Regions from separate parts of the Pan troglodytes genome. Here region 1 is linked to region 2. The links are chromatin contacts, called in public Hi-C maps. All regions are on one chromosome and are shown on one strand. The core of a region is the stretch at or near the end of the contact, and the rest is flanking DNA. Distances in the headings are between cores, read along the strand shown. Region 1 has its middle 370 kb from the start of HSF2. Region 2 overlaps LOC104006967 (a long non-coding RNA gene).

What was found. Hi-C and Micro-C count contacts between places; a contact is called where the count stands out from the background.
Region 1: a Hi-C map of induced pluripotent stem cells shows a contact between it and region 2, with 2.1 times the contacts expected there. The contact joins two enhancer-like sites. A contact is called at or near these places in 4 of 7 Hi-C or Micro-C datasets (blood, induced pluripotent stem cells and stem cell-derived neural progenitor cells).

What each region holds. Positions count from the first base shown.
Region 1 is chr5:133,901,930-133,907,588 of NHGRI_mPanTro3-v2.0_pri, forward strand. No RefSeq gene overlaps it. Among named protein-coding and RNA genes, the nearest start is that of HSF2, 370 kb to the right of the region's middle. Within about 2 kb of position 4,327, at least 1 of the 24 cell types and tissues checked has an H3K27ac peak or open chromatin away from gene starts, as enhancers often do. A contact at or near this core is called in induced pluripotent stem cells, where this site is marked.
Region 2 is chr5:133,720,365-133,726,240 of NHGRI_mPanTro3-v2.0_pri, forward strand. The region is part of intron 1 of LOC104006967 (a long non-coding RNA gene); the gene reads left to right. Among named protein-coding and RNA genes, the nearest start is that of GJA1, 410 kb to the left of the region's middle. Within about 2 kb of position 3,952, at least 8 of the 24 cell types and tissues checked have an H3K27ac peak or open chromatin away from gene starts, as enhancers often do. A contact at or near this core is called in induced pluripotent stem cells, where this site is marked.

The sequences.
Region 1 (5,659 bases), core at 3,077-5,576, 180 kb after region 2:
CTAGCTAGAAATGATTTTATGAAGACGTGAGCTGAGAGTCTTTTACAGTAGTGTGCGTATATGAGAATCAGACTAGTGGTGTTGAGAAAGTTTTAAATGTCATATTCAGCAGTTTAATTACTGTGTGTGTGTGTGTGCATGTAATCATGCTTATTTGGCTATTAACCTCAAGGTAAGGGGTGAGATTTTTAATACTCATTGAAAGGGAACCTGGGCTAAAAAGTTGAGAGATGCATTCCTATTTTATGTGGCATTAGGGCTAAGTATGCTTGCTTTCCAATATACAAGGGTGAGTGGAGGCAGAGCACGCATATTTGTCGTGTATGGCACAGGCAGCTAAGAGTTGCAGTGAAAAAGGCTGAAAGGCTGAACTGCAATGTGGAAGGCTGAGACATGCTGGTCTCTTGACCTTGTATCTTAGATCATCTTGGTCAACAGTAGAGTACTGTTACATGATATCACACTGCTTCTCCTTTCATATACTGGATTCATGCTTTTAAAAGAATTTAATTGATGTTTCTAGTGCAGATTTATAACTACCAAATTCATCTTAAGTACTCACCTTGCAGGTCACTTCATACTCAAAGTTATAGACAGCATTCCTAAGCTTTGTCCTCATGGAGCTCATTAAGGAGCATAGAACATAATGGAACTAAAGACAGACATAGACAGGTGGAAGTAAAATATGGCACCGTTGGCCTTAGCAATGTATATAATACACCAAAGGATGGAAGGATAAATATTTGTTGAAATATTTTTGTTAAAACACATTATTCTGGACTTATGCACAAGCAATAAAAAGATAAAAGTAGACATATGAAGGATTGTTTCAACAAATAGAAAGGGCATTAATAGGTTTTGCCAAATCCTTAAAGACATAATTTGTATATCTTTTGTCATAAAGTCATGTGACATATATTTTTAGAGAAATATAAAAATACATGTGGGCTAAATGTTTGTGGCTAAAAATAGTAAATCAAGTGCTCTATTAGAATTTGGCTGGAGATGTTGATGTTATTTTAGTTTCTGTGAGCAACTACTAGGATACTTTTGGCAAATGAGGTGGTTAAAGGAGGGTCGTAAAAAATAATCATAAATTATTACAGGTTTTATGGCACACAATTCACAGTGTTTTCCAAATTTGTGGCCTAAGCTATGTATCTGTGATGAATGAAAATCTCATTTTTTAATTCCAAAAATTCACAAAATATATTTCCAGATTATTGTTTTCAAGGATCCTTTAGCAATAAAATAAGCAGTTAAAATGAATATCCTCTGCATCACACTAAGAAGCAGAGAATAACTTGTGGCTAGGTATCCCAAATTTCAAGTCAGGTTCCTTCTAGACACGTCTGTGCACCAAATGAAAATGCAAAGCATTTCATTATATAGTATATCATTTGATTTCCAATTAATAAATGGAAGACTTATTTCTAACAGTTTCTTTCTCTGTTCACATCTAGACATATAATATGAAATGTGGAAGGAAGTTCTAGTTTGATAGTGTCTCAATTACAATTGCCAAAAGTAATTATCTATATTTCCAAAAAAGACAGTCATCCCTCTTTCAGGCAGTAGACAAAACATTTTAAATGGGTTTTAAACACTCCTTCTACATGAGTATGTCTCTTTCCCAATGAACCTCAGTACACTTTGTTATTAGCTATCCTTGCTGTTAGGTAGAGGAATTGCAAAATTTATTCTGCATATCCTTATCTTTACTACTATTGGAAAAGCAGAAAAGATTGCTGAAATAGCTTCATTTACTGAGTGTTGGAACAAACTTACCAGTTAAGAATAATTGTAGAGTATAAATAATGAAAAAATGTATTGAGGAAAGAAAGGAAAAATATTATATTGTCTGTTTTATAATTCAAGCTAAGATGGCAAGAAATGACTTAAAAATGTGTTTTGTTTTTAAATTATAGATTCACAGGAAGTTGAAAATGGAAAAAAGTAGTATTACCTTCCACTCAGTTTCCCCCAGTGGTTGCCTGCTACACAACTGTAGGACAGTATCAAAACCAGAAAAATCAACATTGCTACAATATTAATACTTTATCATGTGTGTAGATTTGTGTAATGACCACCACAATCAAGACACAGAACTGTGACATCACCACAAATGTCACTCTTTTCTCTCCTTATCCTTTTATAGCACTCTCCTGCCACCATCTGTAACCTCTGGCAACCTTTAATTTGTTCTCCATCTCTGTAATTTTGTCATTTCCAGCATGCTATATAAATGGAATCATACAATACACGGCCTTTAGAGACTGGCTCTTCTCCACACAGCATGGTACCCTTGAGATTCATCCAAGCAGTTGCATATATGAACAGTTCATTTATTTTCATTGGAATAAATGCCCAGCAGTATCAATGCTGGGTCATATAATAAGTGTATGTTGAATTTTTAAGAAACTACCAAACTGTTTTCCAGAATGACTGTAACATTTTACATTCTCCCCAGCAATGTATGAGAGATCCAGTTTCTCTGCATCCTCCCCTGCATCTGGTATTGTCACTATTTTCACTTTGGCTGTTCTAATAGGTGTTTGATGATACTTCATTATGGTCTCAGATTGCATTTCCTTAATGCTAATGATTTTGAACATCTTTTCATGTATTTATTGTCATCTGTATATCCTCTTCAAATAAGTTATGTCTATTTATTTTAAATATATTTATAGGATACAAATTGATATCACAGAATATCAAATGATTTCTTTAATTAGTAAGTATATTTGTTAATCAAATATGTTGGATTTTTCTGTAAAGGGTCCTTGGTGACAACTCCAGGAATTATATGCAATAAAATTACAATGGATATACAATTCTATAATCAAGGACTGTTAGTCGAGTTTAAGAAACATTTTCAAACAGTAAAAAAAAATACAAATAGCAAACTCCCCAAATAAACCAAGTAAAATAAAAAGCTAAACCCTCAATGTTTTCCACGTAATTTTAAAACCGTGAGTAAGGTTGTAATTGTAAGACAATACAAAGGAAAGTCTGATGATAATGTTTTGTCTAGAAAAAAATATTTTGTACAGAATAAGTTGATTTAATGAATGTACTCATAACAATCAGAAGGTGAGAAAAGGACATTTAATCTAATCACATTTCTACATAGAATAAGTTGTTCAAATGGGTTTCCTTTGTCCTTGTTTTCATTTCTTATTAGTAACACAAGGAAAGCTACTGACTCCACACACAATACGATAAGTAGACTTATCATAGGGGAACCAAATGCTGACATGATAGTTATTGAAACTATATTTTGAAAGTAGCTGACAATTCTCCTGAATGATTCAATTAACTTAGGTTAAATTATTTATTAATTCATTTAGGCAGTATTCATTAAGTACCCATAGTCTATCTTAACTAATCAAATACTGTGTAAAACTCTTGGGATCCATGAACATATACAACATATTCCATGCTTTTCAGAGACTTAAAATACAATACAGGGAGACAGAATTGTATAAAGCTTAAGTGCACTAATGTTTCCTTAAAATTTTTAAAGAAAAAGAATGATATCTGATGGTCCAGGATGGTTACCTCTCTGAACTTATAACAAAACTGTTCTGAATATTTACTTGATAGAGTTCATTTACACAGTCCTTTGTTCCTATTTATTTTCACTTATAAACTGTTTTTAAAGTCATGAAAAAAACAGCAAAAAGAGAAAGATGAAAAGAGATGGTAGCTGAAAGCAACATTCTATACCTAACAGTTATGAATTATGTTTTATTCATTTTGCTCTATTAATTTCTCCAAAAGATTGTAGTTGTTTCTGGCTAATGGAAATACTATGTATATCTGTTGTGTACTGCAAATATATACATATTTTGGTTATTGAATACCTAAATGCATGTATAGATACTACATTGTATATGTGGCCCTGATATGAAAGGCATATTAGAATTCAAGAAGGCATGGTGGGTAGTCATTTCCCATAAATTTGAAGTGTTTCTCAGACTGAAGATCCTAAGGAAGAAAAAAATGCTTGTGTAAAGTAAGAGTGCTCCCTATAGAGCTGGAAGGATTTTTAAAGAAAGGAAATGGAAATGATTTTTCTGAATTTCACTCAGGACCAAATACAAGGACAAGAAAAGATGTGATCTAAGTAGATTTCTTAAGTGTTTCAAATTTGAAAGTGGTTAATGAAGTGTGTTAAACATATCCATCTCTGAAAAATATCTAGAATAGAATTTCCCTTTCCAAGATCTAATAGATAAGATGAACTGGATTCCTTCTCCAGGTCACTCTAACCTCTGAGAAATCCATGTGTTCTCTTCTGTAAGAACAGAGCCTCGTCCTCTCCTCCCCTACCCTGATCAGGTGAGGCAATTGACATTTTGTAACTGCTTTCCTAATGGGAATACCATAATAAACAGTGCCATCTACTGACTAACGTATGTCATTGAATACCTCTCAATAGTAGTAATCATTCTTGGGATTGGAAATCCTACTGTAATATTTCTTATATGTTTACATCAGTCACATTTCATAGATACTTAAAGCTGCAGGTAATGTAGATATCATTTCTTTTTATCTTTTTTGGATTTCTAAGAGATGAGGAGATTGAGATCCAAAAAGATCAATTTGCCCAAAATTTTGACGTAGCATTTTTCATTGAGTACCACTGTCAACTGAATCTTGAGATGGTAGGAAATTTAACATTTAGAGCTAGCAATCAGTCTGCAAAGTTGTCTATCCATTGATAAAAGAGTCTGACAGATGATTAATGAAACAAGCATGAAATCAATATAGCAAAGCAAGTTGGCAAACTGCTGATGTAAAGTTTGGGGAGAAGTACATGCTGACGTGCAGGCTTACAAAAAAAAATGAAAGAGGAAATAAAGTACTTTGCTTCTCTGTTCTTAACAACAGATGGTTGCAACTGTTTGATGATTGTTTTAGAAGATGTGTTTTGTCATCACAAAAACATAATATAAAAAATGAATCCATTATGTTTTAAGACACATCTTGTCAATACCAATTTATAGCTTGAACTAAAATAAATCTAGCTATACTATATAATCTTTGAATTTATGGCAATTAGGCTGAGTAAAACAGGGTCAACTCAATAAAAAGGCTTTTTTTCATTATCAATAATTAAGCCTTATTTGGTTTCTATTTGTGCCCAAGAAACCCACTTAATATTTATTTCTATAAATAATATTCTTAATATTTATTTCTTAATTCTTAATACTTATTTCTATAAATATTAAGTTATTTCTATAAATATTAAGCCACATCTAAATATTGTATTCAGATAGGCTCATAGTTACATCATTCACAACATTTTAGTGCAGGGCCTTGTTAATGTAAGGGGCTTAACGAATATTTGTGGAATGGAACACTGGCGGAAAGATATTCTACCTTCTCATTTAAGGTGGTAAGTTGTCAAGTTGATTACTATAACGGGCTAAAGTATTTTGTTATTAATGGTTTTAGGCTCATGCAAGTTTATATAAAGCATATGAGAATATTAGAAAATATAAAAGTAAGTTTATATAAATGAGAATATTAGAAAATTTACAGCAACTTAGGAAATTTGGGGTTAATCAGCAGCCGGGTGAATCATATTAGAAAATATTGCTAAGTACAACACTCAAATTTTATCATATTTTCTACCTTTCAAACTTAGAGG
Region 2 (5,876 bases), core at 2,702-5,201:
ATAATTAATGAAAAATTAAAATTAATTTATAGCATTTAGACCAACTATAGTTGAGGCATGTCTTAATAAAGCTTCTTTTAAAAAGGGAGGGAGACCGGGTATAATGGCTCATGCCTGTAATCCCAACACTATGATAATCCCAGCACTGTGGGAGGCCGAGGCAGAAGGATCACTTAGCCCAAGAGTCTGAGACTAGCCTGGGCAACAGAGTGAGACTGTCTCTACAAAACAATAAAAAGATTAGCTGTGCATGGTGGCATGCACCTGCAGTTCCAGCTACATGGGAGGCTGACGCACAAGGATCAGTTGAGCCTGGGAGGTCAAGGCTGCAGTGAGCTGTATTTGAGCTACTGAACTCCAGCCTGGGCAATATAATGAGATCCTGCCTCAAAAAATTAAAATAAAATAAAAAGTAAATAAAAAGGGAGAAGGTGTTATTATCAAGGCCAAAAGTAAAAATTATAGTGAGATTGATGTTCAAAGTTAATAACACCTGTAGTTTTAACATGTTCTGATGCAAGCTTTACTGTCAAGTAGTTAAAAAAAAAAAAAGACTCAATCTCCATTTATAGGACAGTCAGTGGCCTGTGGCAATCTGTAAGGATGAGAGAGAAAAAAGCAGGATTAACATCTCACTCTCCCATGGGACTGAACCATGGGACCTGCAAATCCCAAGACAGAGGGAGACTCATACAAGGTCACTTGGGATTAGGCACGCAAACTAATGGCCTTACTAATTGTTCCAAGGGGTCCTGTGATTGGGCGTGAAGCCAGCACACTTCAGCCAACAAAGCCTTTCAATTAGGTACAGTCGCAATGCCAAGTTCCTCAGCAAGAGCATGTGAAAAGGCTCCTTTTGACTTTTGATCAAATCCATTTAAAATCTTTGCCATGGGACACTGAAAATCACCCTTATAAAATATGCCTGGAATGTCTCATACCTGGGAACTAATATTATATGTTATTCTTACTATAGAGCTTACGACCAATGAATTGGTTCATAATGCTCTCAAGTAAATGGATTTCAAAACAAAACACTGCTGTAGATCCGGCTGGAGACAGGAAATCCACCCACATTTGCCAGCAATGTTAGACTATCTGCTTTTGAAGGCAGAGTCCTTGTCTTATACCTCTGTGCAGGTGCAGAGCCCAACATATGGTAGACATTTCATGAATTGTTTTTCTGATTGTATTGATAAGATAAACAGTGGATTCCTTGAGCTTGTAAAATATGCCTCAAACAAATAGGTGGTTTACGGTTTGGAAGACTCTTTTCTACTCTATTTTCTTGGCTACCCATGGTGAGACTTGAAATATTTGTGCTTTTAGGATAGCAGAAGAGATTTTTTTCCTACCCTGGGAAATCCAGCCCAGTGGCAGTGCGCCGACTTCGTGGTGGTTGTCTAATCCCTCCTGCTTTGGAACACTCATTTGTGCGAGATGTGAAGTCTCCTGCCTTGGATCTGATCATAGAACTATGGAGAAGGGCTTTCACTTCAGTATACTTTATTTTCTTTTCAAGTGTAAGAAAAACAAGGTTGGACCCACACGTAGTCCTGGATACTTTGTTTTCAGCTCTTATTTGTCTTTTCTATTGCATTTTTGGTGACAATAGTGATTCACAACCAAAAGAAGGATTCAGATTTATTCTCTTCAAAAGGGATACTCCCATAATTTCAACTCTGCTGAGGTAGATACAATAAGGGAAGTTAAAGAACCCCAAAGCAAAAGAGTTAGGACAGACTGCAGCAATTTCTGTGGCCTGTGGACACAATCATCTGCCTGTTCTGCCAAGCTCCCCTATGTGGAATCAAACAAGTCTTCAGAGAAAGGAATTCAATTTGTTGTTTTTCTGGTGAGGAATGCAGGAATTTAGGAGACATTGAACACTTACATCTTAACCATGAAAGTTTGGAGAATGTAACCTGGAAAAATATACTTTTATAAATTTAAACAATATTTGCAAATTCAAATTCCTATAGAGACCAACAAGGTAAGAAACAAATTTGTGAAGTGGGGCAGGTATTAGATGAAAGAAGTGTTAGGGCTGTGGCAGAGTGGTACATTTATGCCTGTTCCAAAGTTATTCAAATTATTGAACATACACACACACCTTGGGCCGAACATTTCAGTGGCTATATATAGTTTTTTGGCCATTACTTTAACCCATAGATCCTATCTGGCATTTTGTTTAGGTTGTCCATGTTAGGAAAGTTTTTCCACGTGGGACTTAAGCCTAGATCCGCTTACTGTCATGTGACATTTAAAGAGAGGTATGATTTCAAAAGAACTAAAGATTGAGCTATGTGGAAGCAGGGCCTTCTTAGCCCTTCCTAATTCACCAAAAGCTCGATCTGCTACTACAGTGACCCATTGAGGACTGTGTCTGGACCCTCACTCGGTATTCCTCTCCTTGAGCTCCCCCTAGAGGTCAGAGTCCTCCATTAACAGGCCCCCTGCTGTTACTCAGTATCTTCTGAAAGGTGAGATAAACACGCTGGAATAGGAGTGGTACTGGTGTTGCTGATGCTAAGAAAAGAACAATCAAAAGAGAACTAAGAACAATATTTATATATATTTATTCCTCACGTCTTGTTCAATAAATATTGAGGGCATACTACATGCATAAAATTATGATAGGTGTTCTGGAAAATGCAAAATCACCAATACAATACCTCGCTCTTTGGAGAAACTAAAAGCCCGCATAAAGCAACCATTCTTTCTTCCATCTTAACCATTCGTTCTGACGTCTTACAATTATCTTTCACTAATTTTTCTACTATGTACTTCTTAAGTAATGATGTTCTTAAGAATTCTTTTCGAACTTTCTTTCCTCATTTTACAGACCTTTATTTAGGTACACCTGTTCTTTCTTCTGGTTTCAGTTACCACCTATTTTCTGAAGATTTTCACCTTTATATCTCTATATCTCTAGACTGCACCCTTCCTGAGTGACAGACTTAAGCTCACAATTTTCTGCTGTAATTCTCCTTTAGAATATTTCAAAGTCAATTCGAATCCAACATATCCCAATGAAAATTCAAGGCCATAAGTATTTGGTGCCATATGTGCAATACTAGCAATAAGTGCTATGAATCTAGATCACTTTGAGCTGAGATGCCTGGGAAAGTCTTATGGCAGAGGTAGACATGGGCAAGACTTCAACAAGGGATTGTTATTGGGCAACACTGAACAAAATCAGGAGCACACCTATCATTGTTTCTTTTCTTTCTTTGTTTCTTTCTTTTTCTTTCTTTCTTTTTTTTTTTGGAGACAAAATCTCACTCTGTCACCCAGGCTGGAGTGTAGTGGTGCAATCACAGCTCACTGTAGCCTTAACTTCCTGGGCTCAAAAGATTGTCCTGCCTTAGCCTCCTCAGTATCTGGGACTACAGGCCAGTGCAGCCACACCTTGATAATTTTTAAATTTTCTGTAGAGATGAGGTCTCACTTATTGCCTAGGCTGGTCTCGATCTCCTGGTCTCAAGATATCCTCCTGCCTTGGCCTCCCTAAGTGCTGGGATTACAGGCATCAGCCACAGTGCACAGCCTTATCCCAATACTTTGGAGGTTCAAGCTCAGTTTTGACCTCTATTACAATCCATATATATATATTTTTTTTTTATTTTTTAAGTGGAAACTTTCCTCTTGGCAATCTTTTTCATTCTGTTTGTTTTATTTTTCCTCTTCTAATTGAGGAGATTGGAGATTGAAGACCAGACAAGCAGAAGTCCCAGCCATATTCAGCTCACCTCAAAAGTATACATATTTTCCAAACATTTGTAGATTTCTTGATGCCTGGAAACCGAAAAGGACAATCCTGAATCCCAGTTGAGAGGCAGCTTTTGAATGCCAGGCATTTTCTTTATTCACTCTCCCTCCACTTAAGAGTGTGGCTCTGGCTCTGCCTTTGTTTCAGCCAGTAGCTGAATGCAGCCTCTCAGGCTCACAGCACTGCCCTGTAATCCTCTGAAAGGACTGCTGTTCTTTCTGTTCCCTCCCTAGCAGTGTGGCACTTCCAGCTTAAGCAACTCTCAGCCCAACTGAACTCTTTTATAATCCCACCAGGCAAGCTCTTTTGATACTTATTTCAAAATAAAATAGATGTTTTCTTCTTTATATCTTATGCAATGTTGTTTAGAAGGAACACGGAGAGGATTTTCTGTTCCCTGAGTAATCACAGTAGTTGCTTTTCTTCCTAGAATTGTAGATAATTAAGAACATTATTTTTTTTTTTAAATGTACAACTAGGTACACCATGAAAATCTTAGCTGTGTTGTACTTTTTCATGAGAAAAAAAGTATCCTTTTTACTGTGATAGCCTCGGGGTAAAATAAGTTATACTATCACAGCTTACAAAAAAGGCAATATAGTTGTGAAAATTCACTAGAAAACAAGAGGCTCTATTAAAGAGTTCTAATATCTTGTGGTTTTTCCTTCCACGATGACAGTTATTAAAATTTTTTTAATTTTATTTATTTTTTTGTAGCCTCTTTATAGAAAACTGTCCATTTCATTTATCAACCAGAGTTAGAGATCTTTTATAATTGCATCTACTGAAGTTAATTAGGCATATTATATATCATAGCTTGTTTACCATAATGCTGGCTTTGTTCTTGATTGAAGTGTTATTTGGTGAGTCTGTTTAATGAAGGGTTATGTGTTTTCTTTTGTAATTCTAAAAGTCACAAAAAATTTAGCCCAGATGAATAAATGAAGTTAAGAAGCATTTGAAGAAAGAAAGGAAGTCTCCCAATTTTTGCTAGTTTATTAAGCTAGTGCTTGCATTGGAAAGTAGTGAAAAATCTGTTTTGTTTTTAAAGGCAAAACTAGGCAACATCGCACTTGGCTTAGGTTTTGATGGGATAGTCATTTGGCTTTTAAAAATGCATCCTACAGATACAAGAGCATGCACAGACTAGGAACCGGCATGACTTGTTTCAAAGTTAAGGACACAAATATGGTTATAATATAGTCATCTCCACCCTACCTCCACCAATCAATCATTTACTCCCCTGTACCTCTTTTTAGAAAACAAAACAAAACAAAATAAAATGATATCTTTCTTTAAGACCCAACTTCGCTTTCCCTGCTAGGCAAAAAAAAGAAGAAGGAAAAACAAAAACAAAAACAAAAAAAAAAGAAGAAGAAGAAAAATCCAAGAACCCTAGGAAGGGTGACACTTGTCTTGATTCCAACACTAAACAGAAAGGAAACTATCTGCCCTATTAGACTCCTTCTGCCATTGCTGTTCCCTGGCACACAATGTTGATGTTAAGACCTGAGCCTGCAGATTGATGGACAGTGGGTGTGTGCCATCGCTGAGGTATTCTCGCTGTTATATATACCTGCCAGGCCATAGGGGTGTCCTGTATTATGTGCCAAGGTGATAGCTCTTTTTAGTTCATATCACCATGCTCAGCTACTGTTGCTGAAAGCACATAAAATGGGAGGAAAGGGTATTTCAGAGGTGTAAAATAGCATGTGTTACACTTCGAGACAGAAGAGGTATGGTCATGTCTAGACAGAGAAATACACTGGAAAACATCACTTTCTAACAGTGGATAACTTTGGACTATAGGATCATAGATGACTTTGTTTCAACTTTCTTAGTCTTCTGCAAGAAAACCACATTACCTTATTATTTAAAAATGTTTTAGTACCCAAAGGAGTAAAAAATCAGTGACAGAGGAAAAAACAAAACCTAGAAGTGATATTATTTTTATTTTTATTATTATTATTTTTGAGATAGGTTCTCACTGTCACCCAGGCTGGAGTGCAGTGGCCCAATCATAGCACTGCAGCCTTGAACTCCTGTCTTCAAATGATCCTCCCACCTCAGCCTCCTGAGTAGCTGGGACTACAGGAACACACCA